Regions from separate parts of the Mus musculus genome. Here region 1 is linked to region 2. Evidence: chromatin contacts called from public HiChIP or PLAC-seq data. All regions are on one chromosome and are shown on one strand. Each heading gives the region's core, a stretch centred on a gene start, on an enhancer-like site or on the middle of the called end of the contact. The rest is flanking DNA. Distances are from core to core; before and after follow the strand shown.

Region 1 (4,923 bases), core at 90-2,589, 92 kb after region 2:
CCCAGTTGTTTATGGAGAGAGGCCAGGATGAAGTCGGTTCCTCTTGTAAAGGGGAGAAGCAGAAGCGTTAATCAGCACCATGAAACTCAACTAAGAATGAAGCTTTTCCTTGAATTTGGCCAAGGAAGCTTCTGTAGTTTTTTTTTTCAGAGAATACCTGAAGTTTGCAAGCTGTATTCCCAACACAACACAAAAATATATCAACTTAGTGTAAGTTAACTTACGGGTCAAAATCACAAGAGTGATTCTTTGTCTCTCAATCTTAAAGATACAAGAATTAGATTTTTTTTCTCCTCTGAATGTCAGCTAGTCTCCCTACCCCCCACCACCCCAAAAATCCATAAGGCAGCAGATATTGATTGAACTCACTAAGTAGCCCTTCAAGAAAACTATCAAAGAATTGACAGAGAACCATGTTAAAAATATCCATGTACAGCCCAGGGGACAGATGGAATAAATAGCGGAGGGTTTTAGAAAGAAGTTTGAAATCCGTGGTGGCTGTTTTCCTTACACTTCAGAATTGCCAATCATACCCTCTAAACCGTAGTAATATTGAACTTAAAATAAAATTTGGTTTGCATATTTTTACTTCCGATATGACACACTGTAGTTAACATGGCATTTGCAAAAACAAACATCCTATTAAATAAATTGAATTAGTCATCCAGATAGCTTTTACCTATTTCCCGGAGCACTGTAGGAGACAGAAAATGATAGACTGAGTTTAACCAGTGAAGCCTGTCAACACACGAGCAGCTCCGTTCATCACCGCTCAGCTTTGTCAGGAGTGGAGTGTCAGTGTGCAGTGACTTCTATTGGCTATGTGATCTTGGCTTTCTAACTGATATTTTGCGTATTAAAGACTTCCTATCTTAGTATTTGGGGCACACGCTTGTGTGTGTGTGTGTGTGTGTGTGTGTGTGATTATGTGCGAACATATGAACCTAGTGTGTGATACTTGGAGGGATCAGAGGTCAACATCTAGTGTTTTCATTAGTTGATCTTTATCTTATTTTTTATGAGATGGGGTTTCTCATTTAAACTGGAACCCATGGAATTGGTTAGACTGGCTATGCAGCCAGCCCTCGAGTCCTTCCATCTCTACCTCCTCAGCTCTGGGACTATGGGCAGACATGGCTGTACCTGACTTTTTACATGTATGGGGGAGAACAGATCAAAGTCCTTACGCTTGAGCAGCAAGCTTTTTGCAGATTGAGCCATCTTTCTATTTGATGTCTTCTCTAGCGATCCTGTCAAGGGTTTCTTATTATATGGAAGAGAAAGGATCCCTTCTAAGCTGCTGAAGATGCATCCACCCAGAGCAGTCTCTAACCACACGAGCAGTCTCTAACCACACGAGCAGTCTCTAACCACCCAGAGCAGTCTCTAACCACACGAGCAGTCTCTAACCACACGAGCTTTCTGACCTCTGTCCACTGAACCTCAGGGTCTTGTCTTTCTCTGATAAGGTCCCACTTCCTCTATATTCTTGTATTTCTAACATCTTTAGTCTTTTCTCTTCCCCTTCCTGAGGAATCCTGAACCTAGATACTGCTCTTGCCATGAGCTTCATCTTGGCTTTGGAATCTTCGCAGGGTCTCAAGTGCCTTTCTCCTTTTAGCCTTCTCTTTGTAGTGTGATTTCCTGGCCAGTGGCCTTACACAGACTTGTACTAGAATGGGTAGAGCCCTCTACCCTTAGTCCCTAGTGTACCATCTGATCTTTTTTCTTTTTATATATGATCTTAGGGTAGACATGAACTCACAATGTAGCTCAAGCTAGCTCCACACTTGTGGTTTTCCTGCCTCTACTTTCAGAGTGCTGAAATTACAGGCGTGTACCATTACAGGTGTGTGATGTGAAGTCATTTTATAAAAATTTCTGAAAAGTTAATTACAATATCAAGACAAGGAAAAACTTCCAGTTTTTATTGTCAAAACGTAAAATAAATTAATAGAAAAAGGTGTGTGTTCAGTGTGTGTGCTTATATTTGCACATGTGATAATATGTGTGCATATTTCCATCTTTGCCACAGAAGGAGATCCTGCCATTTACAATGACACTGACTAATTTATAGGACATAATGGTAAAAGAACTAGCATACATACAGAAAGGCACCTACTATAAATTATGTTTTAAGTGAAGAATATTTTTAAGTTGAATCCATACAAGCAGAGAGTAAAATCAGTGGTTTCTGTGACAGAGAAAACAGGCAAATGAGTGGAGATGATCAAAGAGAACAAAGTTGTACAGGGAGTTGTTAAATCTGGAAATGTAGTATTTTATTTATTTATTTATTTATTTATATTTATTTATTCGTTTGTTTGTTTGTTTTTGAGACAGGGTTTCTCTGTATAGTCCTGGTTGTCCTGGAACTCACTTTGTAGAGCAGGCTAGCCTCGAACTCAGAAATCCACTTGCCTCTGCCTCCCGAGTGCTGGGATTAAAGGCGTGTGCCACCATGCCTGGCTTTTATTTTGTTATTTTTTATTTTTTGGTTTTGTAGTATATAATATAAGGGTTACAGAGACAATACTGGATTCTTAGATTGTATGCTGGTAGTTTGCCAAAGGAATAGATTCTAGGTACTGTCCAGACACAGACACAGGTACAGACACATGCACACACACACACACAGACACAGATACACATACAAGCACGTACATGCATATGCAGACACAGATACAGACACATACATACATATACACACATGTACACATATACACATATGCACACATATACACACACATATATACATACACACAGATACACACACACTCACACACATACATATACACATACATTCACATACACACATATACACACACATATACAATATACACAGACACACACCTACACTCTCACACACACTCACATACACATACACACATACACAAACATATACACACATGCATATATGCACATATGCACATACACGCACACACATACACACATACACACACACTCTATTTGCTTCACTGTAGACATCCCCATGGATAAACAGAAATTGCCTCAAATTCTTCTTTGCCTTGTTAAAAAAAATTCTCCATAGTATCTTTCCTTTCTGGGATTCTGAAAATCAAGACCTTTTTTTTGCTTTTCACACAGTCCTGTCTTCACAATTTTTTAAATTCCACCTTTAACCCAGTTACCATATCAAGATGTAACTCTCTATATCTTTGCTTCTTGGGGTGCAGGCACTATGCCAACCTCACTTCCTGCTCTCTCAGCCTCCTGGAATCCCAGCAGAAACTTCAGAACCCAGGCTTGCCCTTTGCTCCCAGTGTTTAATGTCTGAATATTCTGTAGCCTCATTAAGGAGTCAGTGACAGACCCTCTGGGCCCTGGTAGAGTAGCCAGGGCCAGGCTAAGACCAAGAAAGCCGGTCACAGACATGATGAGCATGGGTGTTGGAGTTTGGGAGAATGCACAGTAACACAGCAAGGGTCATGGCTGGAGCAGGTGGTTTACAATGAGAAGTCTTGACAACAGCCAAAGCAGATAGAATTGAGCAAGGAAGTGGGGCTGTGGAGGAGATCTGGATAACGTATTGTTTATCTGGTAGCAGTTGAGCATCACCCCTCAGCAGCCGCAGCAGAGTCATGATTCAGGAGTGGGCCAGTCTTGTTCTTAGGCCATGGGTACTTCAGCCTCTGCACACTTTCATGCCTCTCCACAGGCAAGGCAGTGGTAATCCTCCTTTACATTTTCCAAAGGGAATTCCATGATGTGAATTCTTAAAACTTTCGTGTCCAGATATGGCCCTTTAGCCCCTACAGTTTCAGTTTTTTCAAGAGCTGGAACTCCATAGTTTCAAGAATTATTATCATTGTTTAATCTGTGCCCCAAATTCTGTTTAAATGCTCTGAAGGTGGGCCTGGGCATTCTTTAGAAGCCCAGGCTGAAGGCCAGAGTGAAGATAAATTAAAGACAGGTGTGACTGGCACAGAGGGTGTCCTCTACTAGCAACTCGATGAGTGGTGCCATGGAGATCACACAGGGGTCCTGGAGAAGACTACTAGCTAAAGACATGAGAAGAGCAGGAAAAATCCAGATTCTGGGGTGAGGCGATTAACTGGCCTCAAGGAGAGCTTCTTACACTCTGGGTCTCTGAAAGCATTGCTAGAGGTGGGTACTTGCTTCATATTTTTGTGTAGACAAAAAAAAAAAAAAGAATATCTGTTCTCTCATTGAATGATGGGAGCTATCCCTGCTTGTGAGTATACAACCGGACCTAAAGGGTTCATACATTACTGACACACTATATTTGAAAGAGCGCATGCTTCCAGTGAGATTGGTGTGGCTTTTGTGTGCACAGGTGCGAGAGTCATCACTTTCTCCTTAATGCATTGCAGGCACTTTTCGCATTATCGTTGGTGTTTCCCATTTCACAGTGAAGGCCCCGGGATCCTCAGTCAGGTGAAGTGGATGTTCACAGCTCAGACGTCCGTGGCATGGATATGCCCCCGGCTGACTCTAGTCGAGGATTTGAGAATGTGTACGATTTTTGACTAGCAGAAAGGAGTGTTACTCTCAAGCCCAACACACAGACGGGATCTCCATTGGTGAGCTTTCAATCTTGGCGTCACTTTCTTTCCTTAGTCAGAGCCCTCACCTTTCTTCTCTATACAGCCATGCTAAATGAATATATCTAGGAGAAACTGCTCTATAGCTCTATAGTTTGTCCTATAGGTTGTCCATCAGTCCCATTGGATTATTTTATGTGCTTGTATTAATTATAGTCATTGCTGGTAATGCTATAGGGTCTCCTGTTCCCTTTTCCCTTTCCACTGCCTTGTATTAATTTGATTACCCAAGGCGACTGTGTTGAGAGTACTCTATACAATAAGGTGTATTATTAGCAGTAGTTTCGAAAATCATTTGCAAGTGAATTGCTATGTCGATGCCCGTAATCATGTTGAC
Region 2 (4,712 bases), core at 374-2,873:
GCGGTGCTCAGGACTGTAGGGATTCTCGGAGTAAGCTCAAGGATTGTCAGGCCAAGTTCTCAGCACAAAGGCGTGCCAGAGGACAGCCCCAGCAGGGACAGGGTACTAGAGAGGATGTAAGGAACAGACGAGAGGAGGGATGAGTCAGACGCCAAGACTGGGAGGCTTTGCAACTTCTGACTGTCTGACAATCAGAAAGTTTCTTTACTTACACAGATTTTAAAACATTCATGACTTCAATAGGTGCAGATCATATCAATGTATTCTGATCATACTTTTCTAATATGCCCAGGGTTGCAGGTTAAGCCCAGGTAGAAAGGTTTTATTATTATCAACCCCATATCCTTTTTCCTAAAATTCTAAAAATCGTTTTAGCGCAAGCAAGCAAGCAAGCAAGCATGTAACAGACTGTTCTCAAGCTGGCAGCACTTAGTGGTTTCAAGATGAGAATAGATAGAGGATGGATAGAATCTGAGTCAGTCTAGGTGAATCACCCCGCTTTAAGAGGTATATTATCAACTTTTAGTGGTCAGCTATATTGCTTGCAGATTTGCCTAAGCCTGAGAATTTGGGCTTAGGAGTCTTGTTGCAGTTATTTATAATCTTGTAAGAATTTGTTTAATAAAACAATCTTTTGTTTCTACATTAATCAACAATACAGCAGCCTGGTGTGAGCCATTCTTTCCAAGAATGACAAATCCTAATGCCTTATTCTTCTTAGGTTCTTTTATGTTGTTCTTACATCACCTATACATGCTATCATCTTATCTTAGTCATCCTAGCTTGTGTTATGGAGTTCTTACTAGGGGCTTTGTATGTATAGTCTCTTTTCTTGTATGTTATAATTCTAAGAAATTCTAAATATTTTGTAGAAGGAGTTCTTTGCTCTGATTTACTGTCATCTCTCCTATCCTGCTGAGCCTTGTCAGCCCCTCTGAATTTAAACAATTCTTAATTGTTTTTGTTTCATGAATTTACCCAGAGACAGATAACAATCTCCAAGGCACAGGGAAGACTCCCAAGTAGGGTCCACTAGGGTTGTTATTTCCTTAAGAGCAGGGGCTGGTACATGAGGACTTTCTTAGCAGAATACATAAACAGTTTTGTCAGAGAAGACCTGGGTGGATTGTCGTGCTTATAGCTCCGCCCCCCAAAAGTTTAACACACAGAGATGTGAACCAAAAGTAAAGGACTTCAGACTCATAGCATGTGACTCAGCTTTGCTGGTACCTTGTCAAAACAGCTGTGCTCGCCTCATGACTTACACCATTCCCTTAGGAAATGGCAGTGCCGAAGGGGATTTGACAAAGGGCAGGGAATAAGAGACAAAGGCAGGAGGGAGAGGACAAGAGAGAAATTTGTCTAGGGTGTCGTGCAAACGACAGCCTCTGGATAGAGAGAAAACAGACATGACCCATAGACAAATGGTAGTTTGTGTTGTGAAATTGTGAAAACCCCCATGTTAGGATGAGTTGTTTTTTTTTTTTTTTTCCCACTGGGCTTGTTAAGGTGGCCAAAGGGAGGCTTTTGATTGCTGGACTTCAATACTGAGGCTGAACTTTGATACTCAGCCTCCGGGGAGGAAGAGGTGAAATAAGGGAATGGACCTTGAGGGCTAGTTGCAGGACTATAATCTAATGGTTTTTAGCAAGGCAGAAGGGCAAGGCCTACTAGAGCCATGATTGCCATCCTCAGGCCTGCTAGAGCTCCTTCAAAATCACTATCAGCTTCGATTGGTGTGTGTAATGCTCGGGAGCTTAGAGTATATCTGGAAGGGAAACAGGAGCTGTTTTCAAGGATTCACTTCCATTTGTGCATGACGACAACAATGATGACACTCTTCTCCATTCAGCTATGGTGAGTAAGATCTCCCAGACATGACATCACTGGGTGTTGTCCCTAATGGGATTTATGAATGGCTTTCACTCACCAGGAGCTTTTTACCTCTTAGATGCAGATGATGCCCCGCTCCCTAGTCTCACAGTAGCCATGAAGCAGGTCAGCCCTGTATGACGATGGAGCCTGAGAGCTAAGAAGCCAGGCTGAAAATTAAGCTTCTGTGATCCAGTGCACTGCTTATTGGCTTACCCTGTAGGAAATGACTGGCAGACCCAGCAGCAAGTTGACAAACTGAAACTCTGGTCACCGGGAAAGTGCTCTTACGTGAACACAGCAAAGAGCAGAAATCAGGAAAGAAGAAAACAGACAGAGATACCCATCGCAAATGTGTCAGATACCAAAATGTGCCACTGTCACATGAGTCCAAGCTAGGATATGATGACCTCATCTGATACTGATTGTAAAGAGGTGATCACTCAATAATAGTAAGGCATTGATTAGAAAAACAAATGAAACTGAGTGCCTGTCACAAACAGATGAAAGTTGATTTGTACACTAAAGATGCAATTGAATAACCAAGGTTATAAGTACAATAAAATAAAAAGAAAATATTTTAATTGCTTGAGAATAAAGGTCTTTCTAACCTTGGTATAAGCCTGAGCAATACAAAGAAATAACTAATTTGATGATAAGAATTAAAAATGATATTGCCAGAGATGCTATACAGACAAAAGAAAGTGAAGAGGTATTTTCAATATGTGTTATTAGTTTATTTAACAATCACATGTGGTATACCAGCTATAAGACAGAAACTGTCACTGTGAGGACAAAAATGAGGATAAGCAATCTTGACTTCAGTGAGCTTGACCTGCTGAGTGAGGGACAACATGGAACAAGTGCTTCAGAATACCCTGAGTATTATAGGTCACATCTAGTTGTCATAGCAACACACAAATGCAGAAAGTAAATAGGACATGACCTCTCTCATGTATAAAGAATTTATTAAAATCAATGAGAAAAATGGTAACACAGGCAAGCTGACTGAAGATATATACATGGGAGATTCCTAGATAAAAAATGTAGGTCACCAATAAACATGTTATTATCTTCATGAGTAATCAAAGTATGCAAATTAAACCAAAATAATACATTTACCCCCTAACTTATTGAATAATAAAATAAGCCGTAATAAGGTACTAATGCTAATATGCAGGGAATTAGATGCTTCAAAGACTTTGACAAGACTACACAATGTAGAAAAATCTGATAATTATATGTTAATATTTATAACCCTAAAATCCATGTTTTTATTCAATATTATAGAGTTACTGTTTTGTTTCTCCAAAATTCATGTGAAGGAGACTAACTTACAATGTGACATTTAGAGAGACGCAGTCATGACAGTGGAGCCCTTGTGATGCTCCTTGTGACTAGAGGTGCCAGCAGTAATTAAATGCCAGTGACTCTTCTTCTAGGGGTGGGGCTTGGTGGTATTTCCCGTGCCCTTGTTGGTATGTGACTGGCGGTGTTATCGTTCAGGTCTGGTGTAGACTACCACATTGTTGACATTTCATGGATGAAACTTCTCTGTCCTATATAGAAGACACAATTTCACAACAGATGTCCTGGCCATTCAACACTAAGTGGTCAGCCTCAAACCATAGGCGTCTGAGCAGCATTAAGTAGGCTCAGCATGTTGTATGTATATATTCACATGTGTACATACATGTGAGCACATGTTTATATGTAACAATAGTAACCAAATGCAAAGAGATGGGGAAAGATGTCAGGGGAAAGTACACATTGAATTTTAAAGACACAGTAATAGAAGAAGCAAAACCATGTAAACACAGAAACATACATCAAAACCATATATCATAGATTAGCAAGCTATGTGCTATGTCCCATGACCAAGTCCAGCTCATTGTCTAGTTTTGAATATGAAGTATAATTGGAATACAGCCATGTTCGTTTTTAAATTTATCATCTCTGGCTGTTTTATTGTCACAACAATAGAATTCAATAATTGCAACAGAGACTTTCTGTTTGCATAAGCCTAAGATATTTATTATCTGATCCTTCATAGGAAGTTTGCCAGCCCTTCCTCTGTACAGTAGGTCAAAATTACAAACAATTGAAATATTCATGCATCTCATTTGTCTAAAATTATTGTATATCCATAATGTAGAACATTATGCAGCAATTGATAAAGTAGATTATATATATATATATATATATATATATATATAGACATGCAAATGTTTGCTAAGGGATTTGGATAAATGAGAATCATAGCTCAATATGTATAGCATAATCCATTTTTTGTGAACCCTATGTGTGCAGATGTGAATTGATGTATGCATCCACTTACTAATTACAGCCAGTGAATTCTGATATTATCACATTAATGGAAAAACATTGAAACCTGTCATTTATACTCATTCCCTAACCATTTAATTAAGCAATGATCAGAAAAGTAAGTGAGAAACAGGACAGCAGCTATTTCTCTAAAAACCTCAGGAGACACAGACTGGACTAATGAACCTCTCGGCACTAGAGTCTAGGGTGCTCACCCACCACGGATTTCTCACGTGTGCACTGTGGTGAGGTTGGATTTTTTTTTTTTTTTTTTTTTGCCATGACATGTGGCCTGATGGAGCTAGGACTCCTCTGGGGAAAAAAAAAGCATTAGGTTGAATTAAGACAAGATGGAGGTATAAACCATTGCTCTGTCCTTTCACAAGCTAGGTAGTTGGACACCAAGCAAATTGTTTTCACTCTTGAAATTGTACTTCATGCTTAAAATGGGAGTTCAAGTCTTTAACTCTCTGAGTTCATGTACTTTTAAGTCCTCTGAAGTGTGCCACTGTAGA

The links. HiChIP or PLAC-seq counts read pairs in DNA pulled down with a chosen protein or histone mark.
Region 1: a CTCF HiChIP or PLAC-seq map of CD8 T cells shows a contact between it and region 2, with 5 read pairs. The contact joins the enhancer-like site here to the promoter of Dreh in region 2. A contact is called at or near these places in 7 of 39 promoter capture datasets (the 3T3-L1 cell line, the HPC-7 cell line, HPC-7-derived erythroid cells and 3 more), 2 of 15 datasets of contacts at CTCF or cohesin (CD8 T cells and the NIH/3T3 cell line), 6 of 484 Hi-C or Micro-C datasets (CD8 T cells, female germline stem cells, granulocyte-monocyte progenitors and 3 more) and 7 of 115 datasets of contacts at active chromatin or transcription factors (CD8 T cells, the SCID.adh cell line, bone marrow-derived macrophages and 2 more).

What each region holds. Positions count from the first base shown.
Region 1 is chr17:64,857,627-64,862,549 of GRCm38.p6, forward strand. No RefSeq gene overlaps it. Among named protein-coding and RNA genes, the nearest start is that of 4930583I09Rik, 24 kb to the left of the region's middle. Within about 2 kb of position 1,340, at least 33 of the 459 cell types and tissues checked have an H3K27ac peak or open chromatin away from gene starts, as enhancers often do. A contact at or near this core is called in CD8 T cells, the SCID.adh cell line and memory CD8 T cells, where this site is marked.
Region 2 is chr17:64,765,488-64,770,199 of GRCm38.p6, forward strand. Dreh (down-regulated in hepatocellular carcinoma) reads left to right here and starts at 1,624. Exons shown (of 2, transcript NR_105051.1): 1 at 1,624-1,857; 2 at 1,952-2,444.